2 separate regions of the Neogale vison genome follow, and region 2 is linked to region 1. A link is a contact called in public Hi-C data. All regions are on one chromosome and are shown on one strand. Each heading gives the region's core, a stretch centred on a gene start, on an enhancer-like site or on the middle of the called end of the contact. The rest is flanking DNA. Distances are from core to core; before and after follow the strand shown.

Region 1 (5,182 bases), core at 732-3,231:
GGCTTCGTGCAGAGCACAGGGGATTGAGGGGCTTTCGTGGGGCCTTCTCAGAGGATGACCTCAGTAACTGCCAGTGTTCGGTACCCTCACGTTTCTAGACATGCTCTCGGCCTGGCTACCTCCGCCCACCACTATCCAGATCCGGCTATCTACTTGGTTTGTGGTCTGGTGTCCCAAGCTTCTGATGCCTAATTGGGGTTTTGCAAGACTTACAGGGGTTGGTTTATACAAAGTCAGTGAGAGGGTGCCTTTTGCCTTGTTGATCAAGAGAAGTCCAACCAATGAAGTCTTGTCCCCAGAGTCTGGTTTTTCAGTTCCTCTTCAGGGCTGGCTTTAGAAAACTCCGTTATCAGCATGAGCTCTGACTTGGTGGAGACCCCTCTGCTTCTTGGGTCCGCCAAGACCACCTGAAGGGAAGAACTAAAGCAGTACTTCCCAAGAAGATCTCAGATCACATCGTTTATGCTGCTAAATTCAGTCTGCCTCCATAGGCCTTCTTACCACCTGCTGTGGCATCCACTGAGAGCCAGCAGCAGTCCCACATTTCATATCTTCAACACCAGGTTTCTAGGAGGGAGGCAAGAAGGTTGAACTACTTCTCAGGCCAAGGCAATTAGGTGGGCTATTAAGATCTGACAAGTGCAGTGCCCTGAGGCCCCGCCAGGTACTGGGAAAATCCACACTTCAAGACAGAAGTCTTAGGAGGCAGACAGCCGTGGCCTACAGGCCACACTGAACACAGGCACAGGGAAAACCACCCAACCAGTACTGCTCTAGGCTGACCCCCAAGGCAATCTACAAAGGGTTAACTCATTCTGGGAAGTGTTCGGGTCAGACAACTGTCAACAGGTGTTTCTTATAAGAGCTTTCCCCTTGCATCTGCCTCAGCTGCTCCAGGAGCAGCTTTATTTATGACCGTGGGAGGAGAGAGTTTTCTTCCCCACCCCTAAGCTTTCCTTGCAGAAGTTTGGTCAGGTTCTGCGATGCGCCCAGCAGCTCTCTGGAGATGACACGTTCCCAACGGGGCTTGGGCAACCGGGCAGGCTTCTCCCCACCGCTACACCTCACCTCTGGAGAAAAGGTCCTGGCCCTGGAGGTGGATAGAGGCACTAGCCAGTGAGAGGTAAGTGTGCAAGCTGTGGTTAACTATTGGATTTGGCCTCCTCGCCCTTGGTTCCGTTGGCGCTGCCCTTACAGCCCACTATCTGCTCGGGAGGCCGCATTAGAGGGTGGACCGCTGTAGCACCAAGGAGACTATTCCCATTCGGTAAACGGCAGGTTTGTTGGCTCGGGTTTCTCTGTCTGAACCCAGACGGGCCTCGCCTTTTGCACTCATAGCCCATGGTCGTTGCGGCCTTTCCGGGGGCTGCTGCGTGATAAATAAACGCGGAAGATGTCTGCTTTGTGGGATGTGGGTCCTGGACGGGGCCTAGGAAGCGGCGTGCTTAGGTCCTCTCGCCTGTCTATCCCCGGCCACAGTCGGGAGATGCTATGGAGATGCCGGGTTGGGGAGATGCCACGTAAAGAGACCGCGCTGGGTCAAGACGAAGGAGCCGGGCGCCCAAAGACGCTGCCACTCCCATTCCACGCAGCGTGGACCCCCGAGTCGGAAGCGGGAGGCCTAAGGCCTGCTGCCCGCTGGGGTCGGAGACAGGGCGAACCAGCCGGGTTCTCGCGAGGTCCCGGATCTCCGCGTAGCCCGGGCCCTTAGCCGCGCGGTGGCGCCAGAGCTCGCTGTCTGGCAGCTCTCGCTTGCACGCCCCGGGGGTCACGTGACACGGGGGCGGCGCATTCCGATGACGCCAGCCCGGCGCAGCTCCGCTCCGCCCGCTGCGGGGTCACGTGACAGTCCGGCGCAGCCTGATAACACGACGCCCAGCCCCTGGGCGCCGCTCCCGCCCCGCCCCGCCGCCACCGCCGCGCCGAGTCCTTTTGTCCAAGATGGCGGCGCCGGGGGCGCTACCTCCTCGGCCGCCGCCGCCGCCGCTGTGAGGGGCCTGCGGGCCGCCCGCCCGCCCGCCGCGCCGGCGCCATGAAGAGGCAGAGCGAGCGAGACTCGAGCCCGAGCGGGCGCGGCTCGTCATCGTCGGCCAAGCGGCCGCGGGAGCGCGAACGGGAGGCGGAGGCGGGCGGGCGGCGGGCGGCGCACAAGGCCTCGGGCGGCGCCAAGCATCCCGTTCCAACGAGGGCCCGAGACAAACCCCGCGGTAGCGGGGGCGGCGGGGGTGGGCATCGTGACGGCCGCGGCGCCGGGGACGCAAATCACCGTGCGAGCAGCGGCCGCTCCTCGGGCTCGGGCGCCGGCGGCGGAGGACGCGGCGGCAAGGCCTCCGGGGACCCAGGCGCTTCAGGTGCTTCACCCCGCGCGTCTCCACTGCCACCACCTCCGCCACCTCCCGGGGCCGAGCCCGCGGGTCCCGGCTCGTCGGCAGCCGCGCCCGAGTACAAGACGCTACTCATCAGCAGCCTCAGCCCCGCGCTGCCCGCCGAGCACCTTGAGGACCGGCTCTTCCACCAGTTCAAACGCTTTGGCGAGATCAGCCTGCGCCTGTCGCACACACCGGAGCTGGGCCGCGTGGCCTACGTGAACTTCCGGCACCCGCAGGACGCACGCGAGGCCCGCCAGCACGCCCTGGCCCGCCAGCTGCTGCTCTACGACCGGCCGCTCAAGGTGGAGCCCGTGTACCTGCGTGGCGGCGGCGGCGGCGGCGGCGGCGGGAGCAGCCGGCGAAGCAGCAGCAGCAGCGCTGCCGCCTCCACGCCGCCCCCGGGGCCGCCCACGCCCGCCGACCCGCTCGGCTACCTACCCCTGCACGGCGGCTACCAGTACAAGCAGCGCTCGCTGTCCCCAGTAGCCGCCCCGCCTCTGCGAGAGCCCCGCGCCCGCCACGCTGCAGCAGCCTTTGCCCTGGATGCTGCCGCTGCCGCTGCAGTGGGACTATCCCGGGAGCGAGCCCTGGACTACTACGGGCTGTATGACGACCGCGGGCGCCCCTACGGCTACCCTGCTGTGTGCGAGGAGGACCTGATGCCTGAAGATGACCAGCGGGCCACGCGCAACCTCTTCATCGGGAACCTGGACCACAGCGTGTCTGAGGTGGAGTTGCGGCGGGCCTTTGAGAAGTACGGCATCATTGAGGAAGTGGTCATTAAGAGACCTGCCCGTGGCCAAGGTGGTGCGTATGCCTTCCTCAAGTTCCAGAACCTAGACATGGCCCACAGGGCTAAGGTGGCCATGTCGGGCCGGGTGATTGGCCGAAACCCCATTAAGATAGGCTATGGCAAGGCCAACCCCACCACTCGCCTCTGGGTAGGCGGCCTGGGACCTAACACCTCACTGGCCGCTCTGGCCCGGGAGTTTGACCGCTTTGGGAGCATTCGGACCATTGATCACGTCAAGGGAGATAGCTTTGCTTACATCCAGTACGAGAGCTTGGATGCAGCTCAGGCCGCCTGTGCAAAAATGAGGGGCTTTCCCTTGGGTGGTCCAGACCGGAGGCTGCGCGTGGATTTTGCCAAAGCAGAGGAGACTCGGTATCCCCAGCAGTACCAGCCCTCACCCCTCCCTGTGCATTATGAGCTGCTGCCAGACGGATATACCCGGCACCGAAACCTGGATGCAGACCTACGGGTGCGGGATAGGACCCCCCCACACCTCCTGTACTCAGACCGAGACCGGACCTTTTTGGAAGGGGACTGGACCAGCCCTAGTAAAAGCTCTGACCGCCGGAACAGCCTGGAGGGCTACAGCCGGTCGGTGCGTAGCCGGAGTGGGGAGCGCTGGGGAGATGGGGACCGGGGCCTGCCCAAGCCCTGGGAGGAGAGGCGGAAGCGGAGGAGCCTTTCCAGTGACCGAGGGAGGACAACCCACTCCCCTTACGAGGAACGGAGCAGGACCAAGGGTGGTGGGCCGCAGGTGGACCGGGGCTCTGACCGCACTCCTGAGCGCAGCCGTAAGGAGAACCACTCCAGTGACGGGACCAAGGAGTGCAGCAGCAACTCCCTCAGCAACAGCAGACATGGGGCTGAGGAGCGGAGCCACCACCACCACCATGAGGCTCCAGACTCTTCTCATGGGAAGAAGACACGAGAGAGTGAGCGCAATCATCGGACCGCTGAGGCTGAGGCCAAGCCTCTGGAAGAGCCAAAACATGAGACCAAAAAGCTCAAGAATCTTTCCGAGTATGCCCAGACCCTGCAGCTGGGTTGGAATGGGCTCCTGGTGTTGAAAAACAGCTGCTTCCCGACATCTATGCACATCCTAGAGGGGGACCAGGGGGTTATCACTGGCCTCCTCAAAGACCACACTTCCGGGAGCAAGCTGACCCAGCTGAAGATCGCGCAGCGTCTGCGACTGGACCAGCCCAAGCTCGATGAGGTCACGCGTCGGATCAAGCAGGGGAGCCCCAACGGCTATGCGGTGCTCCTAGCCACCCAGGCGACCCCCAGCGGGCCTGGCACGGAGGGGATGCCCGCGGTGGAGCCAGGCCTACAGAGGCGGCTTCTCAGGAACCTGGTCTCCTACTTGAAACAGAAGCAGGCGGCGGGGGTGATCAGCCTGCCGGTGGGGGGGTCCAAGGGCAGAGACAGCACGGGCATGCTCTATGCCTTCCCACCCTGCGACTTTTCACAGCAGTACCTCCAGTCAGCACTGAGGACATTGGGCAAGCTAGAAGAAGAACACATGGTGATAGTTATAGTGAGAGACACTGCCTAGCCCAGACCTATTTGCAGCTCCGCATTTGTGTCACAAAAAGCAGTTATTTTAAAAATCTGATCACCACTCCCTCCCCACATCCTATGCCCTTGGTTTGAATTCTCTGCTGGGTTATTTTGGTTCATTGGATGGGGGACCAGAGTCCTGACCCCCACCAAAAGTAAGTTCTTAGTTTTTGGCGGGGGGGTTTTGTTTGTTGTTTTTGTTTTGTTTTGTTTTGTTTTTACAGCAATGAGAAAGGGACTCCTGTCACGTTGATTTCTAGTGTACAAGATACTGTCTGCTGTGTTCTGTATTTTTTTTATTTTTTGACTAACTGTATGGAAAGTTGTCAGTAAAGCCTTTGTCAGAGGATGGATTTTTAATCCTGTTCGGAGTCCTGGTTTAATCAAGTTTTTCCTCCGTGAATGGAAGACTTTTCCCCACTGCATGTACACAAATGCCCTACATCAGCTTTGCAGCCCA
Region 2 (5,182 bases), core at 1,632-4,131, 640 kb before region 1:
TACTAGGAACAGTCACAAGATGGGTCAGTTACAGTAATACACAGCAGTGCCTTCCTTAAAGTCTGGCTCATTTGGTCTCTTTAGTCTCATCATTTGTAGCCATTCCACTCCCGGAAGAATAGTCTACACATACGTGTGTGTGTGTGTGTGTGTGTGTGTATGTGTCAGGGATATATTCAGTCCTCTACACCACTCTCCCCTGGACACACACACACACACACTCACTCACTCACTGGACCCTTTCATCACTGTAAACTACTCCAAAGTCCTCAGCCTTTGGCCCCTTGGACATACAACTATCACGGAAGGGGCTGTGTGGCAAAGTCTGACACCATGAACCCACCCCTACTCTGGCCCAAACAGTGAATTCTCCCATCAGTGTGCTGGCAAATGAGCAGCTAGGGGAAACCACGTATTCTAAGGCTCTTGTGTTGAGTGAACAGTTGAAAACATCTATGATGGACCTATGTGGGCACTGTGTGTCCTTGAGTAAGCATTGGCACTAGTGGTGGAGACTGCAAAGGGGCAAGCATTGCCATTGCTTACTTTTCACATTTCCCTATGGCTTGAATTTATTATAACAACAAGTTTTACTTATGCAATTAAAATCTGAATTAAAAAGAGATCAGTTTAAAAACACGATAGGGGCACCTGGGTGGCTCCATTGGTTAAGTGTGGCTCTTCAGCCCAGGGTCCAGAGATCAAGCCCCGCATTGGGCTCTCAGCTCATCGGTGAATATGCATCTCCCTCTACTCCTCCCCCCAACTCACGATCTCTCTCTGTCTCACGCTCTCTGTCTCAAATAAGTAAATAAAATCTTAAAAAAAATACAATTATAAAATGTTTAGAACAATTGTTATCTGATTCTATTTTTAGAAAATAAGCTAGCAACCGCAGCATACACTGAGATAATTTGGCTAGGACAAGGAGCCAGCTCCCACCCTCAACTGCCTGGCACTCTTCTTGTGAGTAGGATCCTGCTTGTCCAGAATGAACTCTTGCTCAGCTTTGGTTTCATCTGGCCCAAACCAGGTCACCTCCAGAGGGAAGATCCTTCTTCAGTCTCCAAGCTATGGAAGCTTCCAGATCACAGGGTTTCCTTCACGTCTCTGAGATCTTGGATCAGATTCTCAGATGGGGTTCTGTGACTGAGGTTCTGGGTCCAGCCGGACGTAAATGTCTGGGTGCTTGTGCATGCCCGTGTTGTACACAGTAGTTGTACACCTACACATGTGCAAATCTGTGCTTGTGCATATGTGTGCATTTGTGAATACATGTGAGAGTGTATTTGTACAAGTGGATGTGGGAAGGGGGCAGGGAGGCACAGGAGAGGAGGGCATCATTTGAGGGTGAGAGCTGGGCCCTGGAGTTGTTCTTTGGGGGTAGGGATGAAGACCCTGCCATGAGCGCTGCTGACCTCAGACAGGTTGCTTAATCTCTCCGGGCATGTCTGTCTGGTAGGTTATGTGGGGTGGGTACAGCGCTGCCTCCTCTGGTCCCAGTGAGGTCACAGAGTGTCCGGATAGTACCCCCACTCAGTGTCTTGTCCAAAAGAGGGGTTCAGTCAGTCAAGGCCATCATCAGGGTCTCTGCTTCACCAAACCCTGACAGCTTGAAGGTTGTCTCAAGGAGACAGACAGAGCCCCAGGCCCTTTCCTCTGACTCAAGACCTACACACAGCAAGTACCAGTTCTCCGGGATTTAATGCTCTGCAGAACCTTGGATCTGCAGCCCAGGAATCCACGTGCATCCACGTGCGTGCATGAGCAAGCGTGCGTGCGTGCGTGTGTGTGTGTGTTGCTGTACAGGGAGGTGGGCGGGAGCTCAATTTGGGTCCCATCCCAAAGTCAGAAGAAGGGCTCAGACTGAACCCGGTGGGCCTGAAGCCTCAGTGCCTGCAGTCCTACAAGTGGCCACTAGATGACAGCAGAGGCCCGCGCAGGGACCCTAACCCAAGCCTCTCCCTCCTACTGCGAAGTGAACCTTCAAGTTCCAGTCCCTCAGCCTGAGGGTAGGGGAGTGGGCGGATATACTGGAATGGTGCAGATTTGTCACAGAAGACAGTAACATCCCCTGCGACTCTGTGCAACAGTTTCCTCATCTGTGGAATAAGAGTTGTTTAACAGCCTGTGATGGGAAAACTTGCTCCAAATACCCAAGATTGTCTAAGATGGGTTGAGAATAGAGACCTAAAAGTGGAAGGGAACACCACATAGCTAATATAGAGTATAGTGAGTGGGAGGAGGACACTTTTTAAACAGGACACCAAAAGTCCAAGCAATAACGTGAAAAGTTAATGGGTCTGACAAAATGGGAGTTTAGGATGTCTGGTCTATGGACGCTGTATCCCAAGGGAAAAAAATAAGCCACGGATATGAGCAGGAGATGCACAGAAAGTGAGAGACACCCAGAGTCCCCAGAGACTGGAAGGGTGCGAATCACAACGAAATGTTATTTCACTTGTCCTGATGGCAAAAATTAAGACTTTAAGTACGCAGGACTTACAAGCCTCGCTGGAGGGCCGTCTACAGAGTACAGAAAAGACGCCGGACTCAAGTGGCTTCCTGAGGCTCCGAGAGAAACAAGACTTCCTGCGCTGTCACTTCCTAGGTCGCTGGTAAACTCCGGGCTCACACAGGCATCGCGGGTGTCGGGAGAACCAAGGTTTCCACCCTCTTCGAGAAGCCACGCCCCCTATTCTGTCCGGGCTCAGGGGCGGGGCCCGTTGGGGCCTCCCTCCCTGCCGGGTTCTGCCAGGGCCGGCCTGGCCCTTTAAGGCTGACCGAGCCCGCTCCAAGTCCGGGACGCACGGGGTGTGGGGAGGGGGGCAGGGGAGCGGTCACGTGGGCGGTCCCCGGCGGGACTCGGCTCTAGGAGCTCGCGGCCGCGGGTTCCCGGGACTGGGGTCCTTGTCCCTCGCCGGCGCAGCCAGGTACTCTGCTGTCAGGGACGGCCTCGCCAGGTACACCCTCGTAGGGCTCCCTCCACCTTCCGCTCCCAGACCCTTGCGGCCACTTGGCGCCCAGACCCTTCCCCTCTTGACAGGTGTCGGGCGGGACTCGCTAGTGGTTGCGTGACCACTGCCCACTGCCTCGAGTCCGTACTCTCGGACAGTTCGCTTCCGACTCCCGGCCCTGTCTGCTGCCCGCAGCCCAGCCAGGATCGGGGACTCCGGCTGGGGTGTACTGGAGGAATCTGAGCGGAACTCATTCTTCCCTTCTCCCCCAGGTGGCCCTGGACGCGCCAGGCTGGGGTCGCCTCTGAGCGCCCCCCGGGGGCCATGGATGGCGAGACAGCAGAGGAGCAGGGGGGTCCTGTGCCCCCGCAAGGTGCACCCTGCGGACCTGGCTCGGCCAGCGCTCCTGCCGTTGGGGGGCGGCGGGAGCCCAAGAAGTATGCGGTGACCGATGACTACCAGTTGTCCAAGCAGGTGCTGGGCCTGGGTGTGAACGGCAAGGTGCTGGAGTGCTTCCACAGGCGCACTGGGCAGAAGTGTGCCCTGAAGGTCAGTGACCCCTCACTGCTCCGTGGGTGACCTGGGAGGCCCAACAGCAGAGGCTTGTGGGTGCACCGTATGATCAGTCTTTCCTTTCATTCTCACACTCCCCTGTGAAGTCAGGCTCCTGGTCCTCCTTGCTTTACAGACAGGGAAAACAAGGCTTAGCCTAGCTAAACTCGGGGTGTCTCAGAAAGCAAGGGGTGGAGTCAGTAGGGGTAGAGTCTGTTGGACCCGGAAACAGGGAAGGAGTGGTTCCTGACTCTGGGGTTATGGCTGGGCCTATGTGTTCTGGCCAAAGGCGGGAAGCCCTCACTCAGCTTGGTTGTTCCTTCCATGAGAAGCTCTTCTTTTTTTTCATGAGACGCTCTTCTGACTGGAATGCAACTGAGTTTCCTTCTGCCTAAGGCTGAGTTCCCACTGAGGCTTGGGGTGGCGCTGTTTTCTCTTGTGGCCCCTGACTGCCCCCGCTGGAGTGATGGGTGGGAGCCTCCCAGGGCTCTCTGGTGGGCAGGGATAGGGCCCATCACACCTGTGAGCAAGAGGTTGCTGATGGGCTCCAGCTGAGTCACCGGCCCTATTTTGAAAAGGGTAGGTCCTGCTCCGAGCCTGACTCACCCTGGTTCCTGGGCTGAGGGCAGGCCAGACATCTATCTGTGTCACACCATAGGCTCCCTGGAGGCCAAGAACTCTCTGATACAAGGGGAATCCAGGGAGTTCTGGGGGTGGCTGATGTAGCCACATAGTTCTGGCTTAAGTCATTTAGTTCTGGGCCAAGGACCTACCCCCTACCCAGAATGCTCTGAATCTGTGGTCACTGGAAACCTGACTCAACTGTAATTTGTGCCAGGTGGCCACCTGGACGGGTAGATCATGGCAAAGAAAGTGTCTCCTGGACGTTAGAACATAGCAAAGGATCTTCTCCTTTTACAGACATAGCAATTATGAGCCAGAGTGCAGGGTTCTGTGGATGTGGCTCTAATCTCTGGCCTGCATTTGCCAGCTCCATAACCTTGCACTAGGTCCTGGACTCCGGAAATCAGGTTTCTGGCTCTGTTCAGGGGAAAAGATAAGGAGTTGATGTGAACTTGGGAGGAGACTATGCCTGTAGAGTAACTGGTACTGGGCCTCGTGCAGGCCTGGAGAGGTTACAGGACTTATTTAGGTCATAGTGTCTGCAAGCATCTGAGCAGGGACCTGGGTCCAACTCCCTGTGTCTTTCCTAGGGGCACTAGGGCTGATGGGATGGGTCTGGAGGAGGCTCAGGGCTGGGCTGGTGAGGCTGAGTCTCAGATACGACTTCTTTACCTACTAACCCTACTAACTCTGAGTCCTCCAGGGGAAAACTGGCTCTTCTCGGGGGGTGAGTCTCTACCCTTTCACTCAGCTTCATCTCCCCGCTCTCACCTCTGTGGGTCAGGGACAGTCTGGGTGGATAGACAACGGGCTGACTGAAGCCAGAGAACCTCTTCTTACTACCAAGGCTTTGGCCCTGTGAGCCAGGCCTGAGCTCTGACCAGCCCCTGTGGTGTTCCAGATGCTGTGAGCCAGGCAGAGATGGAGTGAGAGGCCAGAGATCTGGGACCCAGACAGCACCAGCTTTAAGCAGGGCTGGGTCTAAGCCCTTCTCCGTGGGTGCTGTGTCTGACAAGTGACTTGGGGACACTTCTGACTGCATCGGTTTC

The links. A called contact is a pair of places that touch in the nucleus more often than the background predicts.
Region 2: a Hi-C map of muscle shows a contact between it and region 1, with 6 times the contacts expected there. The contact joins the promoter of MAPKAPK3 here to the promoter of RBM15B in region 1. A contact is called at or near these places in 2 of 3 Hi-C or Micro-C datasets (fibroblasts and muscle).

The regions. Positions count from the first base shown.
Region 1 is chr6:203,973,148-203,978,329 of ASM_NN_V1, reverse strand. It overlaps RBM15B (putative RNA-binding protein 15B), which reads left to right and starts at 1,981. Exons shown (of 1, transcript XM_044253487.1): 1 at 1,981-5,082. The coding sequence starts at 2,033. The coding sequence ends at 4,717.
Region 2 is chr6:204,618,119-204,623,300 of ASM_NN_V1, reverse strand. MAPKAPK3 (MAP kinase-activated protein kinase 3) reads left to right here and starts at 2,881. Exons shown (of 11, transcript XM_044253495.1): 1 at 2,881-2,963; 2 at 3,230-3,506. The coding sequence starts at 3,282.